Linked DNA regions of Sus scrofa: region 2 is linked to region 1. Evidence: chromatin contacts called from public Hi-C data. All regions are on one chromosome and are shown on one strand. The core of a region is the stretch at or near the end of the contact, and the rest is flanking DNA. Distances in the headings are between cores, read along the strand shown. Region 1 holds the start of MCL1 (MCL1, BCL2 family apoptosis regulator). Region 2 holds the start of TXNIP (thioredoxin interacting protein).

Region 1 (6,000 bases), core at 1,207-3,706:
AAGTCTAAAAAGTACTCTTCAAGGCCTCCCAAAGTTTGACTTTGCTGAAACTGAATTCTGCTTCTTTCAGACAGTGACTCTTCAAAGGAAACTACTTTTCCCAGGTATTTATTTCAGTCATAATCCTCTTGCCACTTGCTTTTCTCTGTTGCTAGAGTAGACCTCTTGGAGATTATGGCCTAGACAGTCTGAAGTCCAACTTCATAAATACATTTGATTTCACAGACGTAGGATTTTGTGGCTGGAGTTGGTTAAGAGTCAATTATTGCACTTAAAAGGCTATCTTATTAGATATGCCAAACCAGCTCCTACTCCAGCAACACCTGCAAAAGCCAGCAGCACATTTCTGATGCCGCCTTCTAGGTCCTCTACATGGAAGAACTCCACAAACCCATCCTAGAAAACAAAAAAGAAAAGCACATTTTCAAGTACAGGCTTCCACTGGCTTAAAAACACTGTTTATAAAGAAAAGATTACGAGTTCCCGTGTGGCTCAGTGGGTTAAGGATCCGGCATTGTCACTGCAGTGGCTAGGGCTGCTGCTGTGGTGCGGGTTCGATTTCTGGCCTGGAAACTTCTGCAAGTCTTGGGTGTGGCCACACAAAAAAAGAGATGAATTAAAATAGCTAAGGTTCCTCCCAAAACACAACCAGGAACCAATTATTACCCCCAGACTGCAAAGGAGACAGATTATGCAATTAAAAGGGAGGAGCAATTTCAATAATTTTTTCTATTATCTCCAGGTGATTTTTTGTTTCTTCATAATTTGAATCCACTGGTGTGAGGAGTATCCAGCTGAATTATAGTAAAATAACCCAAAACGAAAGACTCAATCAGTAAAATAGCCTAAACTTTTCATAAAACTAGAATTTTTGATGCAACGTATTCAGAGGTACATTAAGTTAGAGCCCGAAAACTGAGTTGTGCATCTGTAAAAACCTCTAGATATCCCCTTTCTCTATAAAACCCTCCACTCCATCCCCACTTCTTCAAGTCCCCTTTTCAACCTTAAATGAAACTTACCCAGCCTCTTTGTTTGACTAGCCAGTCTCGTTTTGTCCTTACGAGAACATCTGTGATGCTTTCTGCTAACGGTTCGATGCAGCTTTCTTGATTTATACTCTTCAAGTGTTTGGCCACAAAGGCACCAAAAGAAATAAGAGTCACAATCCTGCCCCAGTTTGTTACTCCGTCACTGAAAACGTGGACCATCACTCGAGACAAAGATTTGACATCGTCTTCGTTTTTGATGTCCAGTTTCCGAAGCATGCCTGAGAGGAAAAAAAGCATGCAGGTTCTCACCGCCTCCTTTGTCTAAACCAGGGCACGATTCGCCTGCCCACCCACGACGGGGGAAATCGCTATTTGAGCTCTATAGAATTTAGGCCGTTCCCACTTGAAAATTGACATCCCACCCTTTCCGGGCTTTGAACAGAGCTGCCATTTCCAAAAGAATCAAGTGGGCGGAAACAATGACTCACGGCCAGAATATTCTGGTTTCAGAAATGGGATAAGAGTCGTTTCAACATGGACTCGTTTCGGTTTCCACCCACCGAAGGTGCGTGAGTCCAGAGAGCTAAAGAGAAAGAAAAAGCAGGGCAGCCTTCACGACTAACCCCCTTACCTTGGAAGGCCGTCTCGTGGTTGCGCTGCACCCCGTCCCCGACCCGTCGCAGGGTCTCTAACGCCTTCCGGCTGGCGGCCCCAGACCCGCCCATTGGCTTCGCGTCCTTGGCGCCGGTTGCCTGCTCCCGAAGGTACCGAGAGATAATCTCCAGGGACTGCCGGTATAACTCGTCCTCCTCCTCCTCTGCCGGGGGCGGCGTCGAGGGGAGCGAGCCGTCCGTGCCGGGGCCACTACTGGCCTCCTCGACTAACCCCAGCAAGGGCAGGACGGCCGGCCGCTTCCCGAGGGGCTCCGGCTCGTACCCGTCCAGCTCCTCTTCGGGAGACATGATGGCGTCGGAGGCCGGGGATTCCATCTCTTCAGGCGGCGACGCGAGGCGGGTGGGCGCGAAGAACAGCAGTCTGGCGGGGGTCGCGGTGACGTCGGGGCCCTCGGCGCCAATGGGCGAGGGCCGCGCGACCCTCCGGGCGTCTGGCGCAGGAGTGGACGGGGGGCTCGCGCCGGCGCTTCCGCCAATCACCATGCCGGCTTCCCCTCCCCCTACCTCTTGCCGGGCCGTGGCCTCTTTTCCCGTAGCCAAGAGACGGCCTCCCGGAGCGGAGGCGCTGCTGCCGCTTCCAGGCCCCAATCCGGCCCCCCCACAGTAGAGGTTGAGTCCGATTACTGCGTTTCTCTGGAGGCCAAACATCGCAAGCCGCCGCCGCCACCACCTTGGCAGAAAAATGGGGGAGGCCCGACTCCTTACGGGAAGGAAGCGGAAGTAAGGTCTGAGAGAGGCACTCCTAGATCGCAGTTTTAGAACCAGTCCGCAGTGGCGTCAGCAACTCTCTAAAAAAAAAAAAAAAAAAATTGAACCCCCGTAAAAGGGCAAGGGGCGGAAGCTTCCGGAGAATGCAGCACCGCACGGCACCTAACCGGCGGTTCGGGGGGCGGGGCTTCCGGCTCTCCGAACCTCTCGCGGCCCGTTACGTAACCTTGGCTCCAGCCCTCTGCAAGGTGGGCTTGCGCTCTTCACCCGTGCCGGTCTGGGCCGGCTGGGGATTGCTACCTCGTCGCTTCCCTGAGTGCTGATTTGCAAGCCCCTTCTGTTGCTTTTGTACCGGAGGGTTGTTTTTTTTTTCCCCCACACCACAGTCCTAACCCTCGAGTCACTCGGAGATTGAGGAAGAGGGATGAGTAAATTCTGCCACGGATGCGGGACCACAGCCTTAGGATGGATGAATATGAGGACACTGTTGGGAAAATGTAGTTATTTTGCGCAACCTCAGCTCTGTACTCTCATTCCAACATTGTGTGGAAACGGGGACGCTCCATGGACTGACCTATAGAATCATTTTTACGTAAATTCGCAAAGCGAAATTGTTCTGCTCCAGCTAAATTTTATGCCTGTCTCCCTATTTGCTTTCTCCCATCGCCATCTCTCTCATGCTTTTTATATATGTCTTACTCGTTCACTACATCTTCTGAGACTCTTGATACCACTTACGTTGATAAGAGACATTTGAATCTAGGGGTAAACCCCTTAAGGACATGGATCTTGTTATATACCATATATGTGAGTTAACATTAATTGAAGCAACCTGTTTTTCCTAAAAGATCTGTAAAATTAGTAATAGCTAAAATTCAAGAGCAAAGTATTTGAGGGACAGAAGCAGGAAAGGTGAGCATGGTTCCTATTCCTGAAAACATCACTTTAATAAGGAAATAGGGCACCTGTACCACAGGATTATGTATTTGGGCAAGACCTAGAAGCATGGAGCTTTATAATAAGGGGCAGAAAGTTTGGAGAGAAACATCCTGCGGTTGTAGTGAATAAGAAATGGTTTATCTATTTAAGGAATGTAAAATCTTGCACAGCAACAAACCATAATGTGAGATGGAATATAGGAGGCATCAACAACTTAATATTGGAATTAAGAGGCTGGAAAATTCACTTTCGGCTAGGAGAGCTAGGGGAAGACTTTATGGAAGAGGTAGCTTTTTCTGCTCTGCTTTCTAGAACGCGATTTTATTTAGGGGAAAGAGATTGAGCAAATTTGCGTGCAAAAGCGGTTTCTTCTTCAGAGGCTGTAGAAGGAAGTGCATTGCTGGTTTCACTTTAAGCTTATAGCCAGAAATCTCAAGTGTTCAGTAATCCTATTGCAGTTCCTTAATCGATTCACTCTCCTGTGATCCAAGATGACTATTGAACACCTTCTTTTATATCCTTAAACGTCCCATATTCCCTTCTCCCAGCCTCACTTTAAGCTTTTAACTTACTGAGAAAATGGAAACAATCAGAGGAGAAAAACTTCATTTCTTTCTTTCTTTTTTTTTTTTTTTTTTTTTGCTTTTTTAGGGCTGCACCTGTGGCATATGGAGGTTCCCAGGCTAGGGTCGAATTGGAGCTACAGCTGCCTGCCTACACCACAGCAACAGCAATACCGATCCAAGCCGCGTCTTCCACCTACGTCATAGCTCTCGGAAACACCGGATCCCCAACCCACTGAGCGAGGCCAGGGATTGAACCTCATGGATACTAGGCTGATTCATTTCTGCTGCACCGTAACAGGAACTCCAAAAAAACTTCATTTCTCATCAGCAAATCTGTGAATTTTCTCCCGTTTCCATTCTGTCTGCCATTACTACAGTTAAAATGAATAAACCTTCCCTACCATCCCAGATCAATCTCTTCACTTGTGCACTGGATCGCATCTCCTTGTCTCTTCAAGTCCTTGCAGTTATCCCTTGCACCATCAATTTCTCTCAATCTACTCACATTTATTTATTGGCCATGCCTGAGGCAGTGGAAATTCCCTGGTCAGGGATTGAATCCTCTCCACAATCCATGACAATGATGAATCCTTAACACTAGACCACCAGGGAGCTCCTCTCTCTCCCTATTGAATCATTACATCAGCACACAAATTCGAGGCAGTGGAAATTCCCTGGCCAGGGCTTGAATCCACTCCACGATCTATGACAATGATGAATCCTTAACCACTAGACCACCAGGGAGCTCCTCTCTTTCCCTATTGAATCATTCCATCAGCACACAAACTTGATGTTCTTTCTCACATCTTTAGAAAGCCTTCCTTAGAACCTAAATTCTTTGATCCCCTTTTTGTAACAAAAATCTTCAACCTCCTTCCTTTTCTCTCTTGAATCCACTTCTCACCACTTCACTGAACCCATTCTTGTCAGTGTTATCATGACCTCCACTTGGCTAAACTCCAGTGGTTAATTTGCATTCCTCATTTTACTTGACCTCTCAGCAGAACTTAACAGGTGTTCAATCATTTCCTTTTGTTTGTTTGTTTTTCCGAGCCCACAGCTTGTGGAAGTTCCTGGGCCAGGGATTGATCCTACGCCACAGCAGTGACCCGAGCTGCTGCACTGACAATGCTGGGTCCTTAACCCATTGAGCCACAGGAGAACTCCTAACCATTCCCTTCTTGAAACACATTCTTCAGGTGCCTTTTAGGCCACCACCTCTCCTGGTTTTCCCTCTTCTGCACTGGCTACTCTCTTCAGTTTTAGTCATCTTTTCCAAGGACTATCCACTTGATGAGGCAACTTATCTTGTTTCCCTTTGTAACCTTAGCCACACCTTAGACACTCAATTGCTGAATGGATAAATCTAAATGTTTACTAATATGGAATACATAAAGGCTAGAAAAGTGGGTTGGGGTTATGGTTTTGAAAGCCAGTTGAAGAGCTTAGAACTTTTCTAGGCAGTTGGGAAACCACTGAGAACTAGAGTACCATGATATATGCTCTACTTTGGGTTCATTGCTCTAATTGTGGGTTTTAGAATGGATCAAGAAAGAAAGGATTGGAAGTAAATAAGTTAGGATGCTACTGCAATATGATAGGCAAGAATTAATGGTGTCCTATGGAGTTCCCATCATGGCTCAGTGGTTAAATGAATCCAACTAGGAACCATGAGGTTGCGGGTTCAATCCCTGCCCTTGCTCAGTGGGTTAAGGATTTGGCGTTGCCATGAGCTGTGGTGTAGGTCACAGATTCGGCTCAGATCCTGTGTTGCTGTGGCTCTGGTGTAGGCTGGCGGCTACAGCTCCGATTAGACTCCTAGCCTGGGAACCTCCATATGCCGAGGGAGCGGCTCTAGAAAAGGCAAAAAGACCAAAAAAAAAAAAAAAAGTTAATGGTGACCTGAATTCAGGTGGTGGTAGTGGAAATGGAAAAGATAAAATGACACTGTGGAGGCAGAGTCTAGAGGGCTTGATGACTAAGAGATGAAAGTGTGGAGTGTGACATTATCATAAAACATACATCCATATTATACACGGTTAACAGGTAAACCACCTTCCAGACTACTATGGACTGAGTGCTAGAAAACCTCTGCTTTCACAATGAGCGGAAAGAGTGTCT
Region 2 (6,207 bases), core at 2,462-4,961, 790 kb before region 1:
TGTCAGAATTGCAGAATTCTGTACACTGGGACAAAGTCTCAAAAGTAGTGAGAAACACTTTTTTTTTTTTTTTTTTTTTTTGTCATTGTGCTTACCCCAGAGACACAGTAGACCGATTTTGGCTTACATCTGAGATAGAGGGGAAAAAAATTTGACACAAACTAAAGTGCTAAGACCATCACCTCAGAATCAATTCCAAGGAGTCATGTGAGAAGAAAAACACATTTTCCCACATGAAAATGTTTGCCAACAGAAGAACACAGTGCAATAGGCTCTAAAAATGGCTTTTTAAGACCTTTGGTGGGGCATAGTTACTACTGCTTTACGCCACATTAAAGCACTTTCTAAACAAAGACAACTTTAGAGCTTCTTCCCTTTAATTCACATGGGAAGCTCACTCTAAACCAAATAAGCTCTGGAGGATTTTTCTTTTTTGTTTTCTTTTATCTATAAGTGTACAAACAAAGGGGAACAATGATTTTAAGAACATCTTTTTCCCAAAGTTTTGGCCATGATTTTTTTCCTTTTCATTCTTCTAGTTTGCTAAATTGGCTTTTCTCCACATGGCAGAGGTTCAAGATCTATTGTTATAACAGTCTGAAATCCCCTCCATAAAACCTTGGGAAGACCACACCAGGAGGCCATTTCTACCCCTTATTTAAAATGCCTCAATTCTCAAAAAAGATCTGAGAAAATGGAATGGGCCTAAATTTGTCTGTGTTTTTAAACCCATCCAGCAAAAAAACCCTTGTCACAACATCTCACTGGCTGAGGACGACTGCGCACCCTTTAAGGCCCAAGAGATTGCCTGATGATCACCTCCTACACCGGAGAGTCAGAGGCTGGGGTGGATCTGTACCCCACTGCAGAGACTGTTGAGTCTCCTAAAAAGTCAGTCCAGGAAGAGAGGTGAAAAGAAAGAAGTAGGTATAGCTGCTTCTTTCCTTCCACATGTTCACTGCACGTTGTTGTTGAGGATGCAGGGATCCACCTGGGAGGAAGAAAGAAAAGGATATTTTAGTTTGGGTAAGAACTAAGAGAACAACCCAGTTTAGTAATCCCTCCAAGTCAACTTTCCACTGAAGGCTTAGGACAAATGTAGTGGCAAAATGACAATTCTTACCTCACTGTAAGTAGGTGGTGGCATGAACTTAAACTCAGGAGCATACATAAAGATAGGGCTGTCTTGAGAGCCATCTGTGTCATCTAGCAGAGGAGTGGTGGGGCTCTCCAATCGGTGATCTTCAGGAATGATATCCATATAGCATGGAGGAGCTACAGAGACAAAGTATGGGGATAAGAAGCCTGGCCAAGAAATGCCTGACCATCACAATTTTACAAACCCAAGCAGACCAGAAGGGAAGAAAAGACATTAGGTCTGGCTCACCTTCGGGGGTATCAGGGATGTTTAGATCTACCCAACTCATCTCGGAGCTGGTTCGGCTGGCCATGCTGGACGTCCGGCTGCTGAGGCCTGACCTGCTGCCAATTACCAGGGGCAGGTCAAGAATGACCTTCTTGGAGCCAGGGACACTAACGTAGATCTAGAAAGGAACACGGGAGTTTGTTAGGCTAGAGATCTGGAGAAAACATCACTATTGTTTTGACAGATGAACAATTTCTCTCTCCAACCCTACAAACTCACCAGTAAGAAGTATTCAACTCGAAGGATGTTGCAGCCCAAGATAGAAGGCCTGATCTTCTGCACCCGAAGGCTCTTGCCACGCCATGATGCACAGGTTCCTGAGATAATGTGATTGCCTCTGACCGATGACAACTTCTGCGTCAGTACTTTGGTTTGGCCATTGGCAAGGTAAGTGTGGCGGGCTACAATGGCAGCTTTGGGCACCACAATGCGGGAACATGTATTCTCAAAATCAGCATGGATGTTAATCTCATCACCTAGCAATGGGAAAGATGAAAACTGATGCTCAGTACAATCAACGACTTTTCTTTTGTCCCTTTCTACAGCCCTCATCCCAAACCCATAGTTTCTGTTTTAGCAGTCTCCCATTTTAAGCACAGATTTTTACCTTCACAGAACCCTTTTCTGTCGATTCGAGCAGAGACAGACACCCGGCCATCAGGAATGAACATGCAGGAAACTTTCTTCTCCTTTTTAGCAGACACAGGTGCCTATGTAGAATGGAGGTGTTTTGAGAATTTCTAGAGATCCTTTCCCTGCTTTCCGTTCCTTTCCAGTACTTATTTATAGTAGGTAGCCTTCCCTCCCACCTTGATGATTTAGGACTTGATTCCCCGAGGGGCTTCACTTTTAATGCCCTAGACATTTGACTTAGCACCCCTGAGCCCAAAAAGAACAGAATCTTAGAATGACTTTACCATTAAATCAGGGGTATTGACATCCACTAGATCCATCACTTCGAAGTGTTTTTTTGTCTCTTGAGTTGGCTGGCTTGGGCGATCAAGAAAAGCCTTCACCCAGTAGTCTACACACCCATATTTTCCTTTGAAAGATGTTCCCAGAGGCCTTTATAAAGAAAAAGGAAACAACTAACTTAAAAAAATGCTCTCCAAGAACAGTGAGTGATCAAAGGAGGGGAAGATTTTTAGAGACAGATAAGTCCACAGATGCATTTAGCTGATACCTACCCCTGAGGAAGCTCAAAGCCAAACTTGTATTCATATTTGTTTCCAGGTCTCATGATCACCATCTCATTCTCCCCTGAAAAGAGAGATAAGCAAGTAACCATTAGGTTTCCTGTTACACTTAAAATGCATCTGTGCCGATAAGGAATTCTTAGGCATCACGCAAGAGTATTGCAGAACTCGTATTCTCATCCCTTTTGTTCCTAAATGACAGATTCTGATGTATTTTGTTGGGCAAAAAGTTGCAAAGCCCTGTAGTGTTGACAGGCTCAACCAGGACAGTTAAGCTACAATCATCTCAAACAAGAAGCAAGCAAAGAATAAGCAACTTATGCACAGAAATGTTTCAATAGGTAAGGCAACATCCTTCAACATCTCCAGAACACAGCACCACAAGAAATTGTACAAATCACCCTTTTGGGTGGGCAGGGATTGTAAATTAAAAAGAAACAAAAAGATAAGGAATTGACACAAAATTCAAACCACACCACCTGAGCAACTTAGAATATTTAGTGTAGGCTCTATTTATTCGTATCAACTCTCTTCTCAAATCAGCTTTCGCCCTCCAGTCAACAGCTGGGTCACTTACCTGTTGGGTGGTCGTCCAGGAGAAGAGTGTCTTCATAGCGCAGGTAGTCCAAGGTCTGTTTGCACTGCTGGGATCCCTGCATCCACAGGACTTTGGCCACTCCACAAGCCAGGATCCTGACAGCTTTGATTCGAGTGACTTCACACACCTCCACTATCACCCGGCCAGCCACCTTCTCCCCACAGCCGTACACCTTTTCGGGGTCGTTAAAGACCACCTCAAAAGACTTGATCTTCTTGAACATCACCATGTTTGGGCTCGGTTGACTTGAGAGTTAGAAACGGGGCAGGGGGCAGGAGTGAAAAACAAAACCCCGAATCAAAGGGCCCTTTGCAATGAATTAAAATTATTTCACTTTTCAACTCTCTATTAAATGTTCGACAAGATGTTCCCTTGCTGGTTGTGCCAAGGTATTTCAAAAGAAAAATAAGCTCTTTCCTGTCTTTCCTCCAACAGCTGGAGGAGAGCTCCGGATCTCGGCGGGAAAGCTAACAGCGATCTGCCAGAGGAGTGGAAAGGATAGCTTGTGCTGAGAGCTATAAACTGCTCTATATAGTAGCCGGGCAGGCAGAGCCACGCGAGCGCTGGCCCGGAGGCTCGTGCAGCCCTCGTGCACAGCCCGCCCATTGGCTGCCCGCTCCATGTTTACCAGGAGCCCGACCAATCAGCGAAGTCGCAGCGGCGCGTGGACACAGTGTGCTCCTGGCGGGGAAAATGGTTGTTGTGCACTGCTGCGGCCCTGGGAGGAGGGGGCGCAGGGGCCGTGGGCGGCTTCCCGGGAGCCCAAAGGAACGAAGCATTCGCAGACCCTAAAATTTATCCGAGGCCAGTGGCCTTGGGAGGGCGAATGAGGATGCTTCTGGGCTGGAGCGACATTTCGAGGTAAAAGGAAAATGTGCTTATGAGGGAATTTCGTGCCTAGCCATTGCCAGTGCAGTTAATTTAGAGGCGACCGTTTATTCCCGGCTCACAAATCGCAAGTCGTGTGAAAAACAATCCCCGAGCGCCAAGAATACTTTAGGATTGGGGCGGAGGGCAAGGAGTGCTGCTGTTATTATTCAGGACGAGCCCCTTTGTCTTCTTGCCCCGCATCTCTATTAAAAACACCCCCCCCCCAAAAAAAATAAGCTGATGTGAGAAGGAAATGAGAATTTGTCACAAATTTTTACCCTCTTCTCCGCGCACACAGGGAAGCGCGCGTGTGGGACCTACCAGCCTTTTTCCTCCCTTTCCAGCCCCCAGGGCTCAGGGCTTGGTGCTGGGCTGTTCCTCAGCCCCTGCGCCCCCAACTCAGTTCTCTCTGTTCTCTGGACCGGAAACAGTAAGGGCGCGGCCACATCCTGTTGCTAATGCCCTCATCTCTTCAGTCCCTAACCTGCAAAGTTGAGGGACACTTTGTTTCTGTTCTCCCAGTTACCTCATCACTTCTTTAGTAAATTGTGTTCTCTAGGCTCAGGTTACCTCTCCCTCCCTACTTCTCCAGGAAAGGGGGAAAAAAAAGGATGCTTCATTCTGCGCTTTTTTTCTGAATAACTTTAACTCTTTCTTGCCTTCGTTCCCTCTCCAATTTACTAAATCAAAGGTACATCCCTAAATCTGCTGCCCACCCTCCTCACAGCCTTCAAGTTAATTAAAAGCAGTAAAGTTCTCTGGTCTGTAACCAAAGTGTCCTGTTTGAAGGAAGCATTTCCTATCTTTGAAAAGTTTTTTTTTTTTTCTAAGTTGTTCAGAAATTGCTAAGAAAGCAAAGAGAAGACCGAAGGTTCACTGGCACGCTATATGCTAAAGCTGGAAGAGAACCTGACTCCTCATCCTGTGTTGTCATTTGGCTTGCTGACAGGTGGGTTTTTCCCTAGCTGGCCATGAGATGCCTTAGGAGCTGACTCCCAAGCAATTTCTCAAAAATGCAATAAGAGGAGTTTCCATCGTGGCTCAGTGGTTAACAACCGGACTCGCATCCATGAGGACGTGGGTTCAATCCCTGGCCTCACTCAGTGGGCTAAGGATCTGGCGTTGCTGTGGCTGTGGTGTAGGCCAGAGGCTACAGCTCCGATTTGACCCCTAGCCTGGGAACCTCCACATGCTGTGGGTGCGGCCCTTAAAAAAAAGCCAAAAAAAAAAAAAAAAATGCAATAAGAAAAACTTGTGTGTAGAGACACAGGGATTCTTCTCCCTTTTCTTTGATACCTGAGCCCCTCTCATGGTTATGTTGGGGCATCAGGAGATTATTGTTTCATTTCTTGTGCTAGAAAGAGGAAGACAATGTCCTCAAGATTGAGTTGGATAAGTAAATAAGAAGCATTAGGATATGCAGAAATCCTACCCTCTCAGCAAAAAGAAGACTATTCATTGCTCTTAAGGATCCTTCATCTTTCCTCACACTCTCTAACTGGGTTGACACCCTAAGGCTAACAAGTTACAACTCAACCCCACTATTATTAGCTCAGAACTCAGGTATTACGAATGCTGGAAACACACACACACATACACACACACACACACACACACACACACACCCCAGGAAGGAAAGGAAACATGTTGATCCTTTAGGGTATGTGGATTTGACGAGGCACCCTGTTCAAGAAAGTTAACAAATAAGGCCTGAGTTGTTTTCAATGGTCAGCAATATTGACTGATTTATCTACAGTAGGAAATGTGGGGCTCTCAGTAAAGTAATTTTAAAAATATGAATTGTGGCTTCTGTGAGAATATTTAGTTTGTTGCATGAAAGCCTACACAAATACAAAATATCAAAACCTTTACAAAGAAATACATGAACCAATATTGTTAAATAGTGTGGGATGTGTAACTACACAAATTTTGAGGGAGTGGGAGGGGAGGTGAGTGTAGTAGACCATGGTGCTGTTGACTTGGGACATCTTAGACAAAAGGGAATGCTGATATTTATTTTGGCACACCTATGAAGTACTGACTTTAAATTTAAAAATATATATTAATATCATTCTCTCTTGCTCTAAGTTCCTCTTTTGGGCTCCAGTTTCTTTCGT

Evidence for each region. A called contact is a pair of places that touch in the nucleus more often than the background predicts.
Region 2: a contact with region 1 is called in a Hi-C map of mesenteric adipose tissue, with 2.5 times the contacts expected there. The contact joins the promoter of TXNIP here to the promoter of MCL1 in region 1. A contact is called at or near these places in 3 of 47 Hi-C or Micro-C datasets (mesenteric adipose tissue, skeletal muscle and subcutaneous adipose tissue) and 1 of 2 datasets of contacts at active chromatin or transcription factors (skeletal muscle).

What each region holds. Positions count from the first base shown.
Region 1 is chr4:98,558,548-98,564,547 of Sscrofa11.1, reverse strand. MCL1 (MCL1, BCL2 family apoptosis regulator) reads right to left here and starts at 2,456. Exons shown (of 3, transcript NM_001348806.1): 1 at 1,624-2,456; 2 at 1,023-1,270; 3 at 1-396. The coding sequence starts at 2,314. The coding sequence ends at 280.
Region 2 is chr4:99,346,093-99,352,299 of Sscrofa11.1, reverse strand. It overlaps TXNIP (thioredoxin interacting protein), which reads right to left and starts at 3,711. Exons shown (of 8, transcript NM_001044614.2): 1 at 3,200-3,711; 2 at 2,614-2,686; 3 at 2,344-2,491; 4 at 2,034-2,136; 5 at 1,646-1,902; 6 at 1,388-1,544; 7 at 1,124-1,275; 8 at 540-991. The coding sequence starts at 3,449. The coding sequence ends at 956. It overlaps LOC106510173 (a long non-coding RNA gene), which reads left to right and starts at 3,943. Exons shown (of 4, transcript XR_002343449.1): 1 at 3,943-4,081; 2 at 4,922-5,039.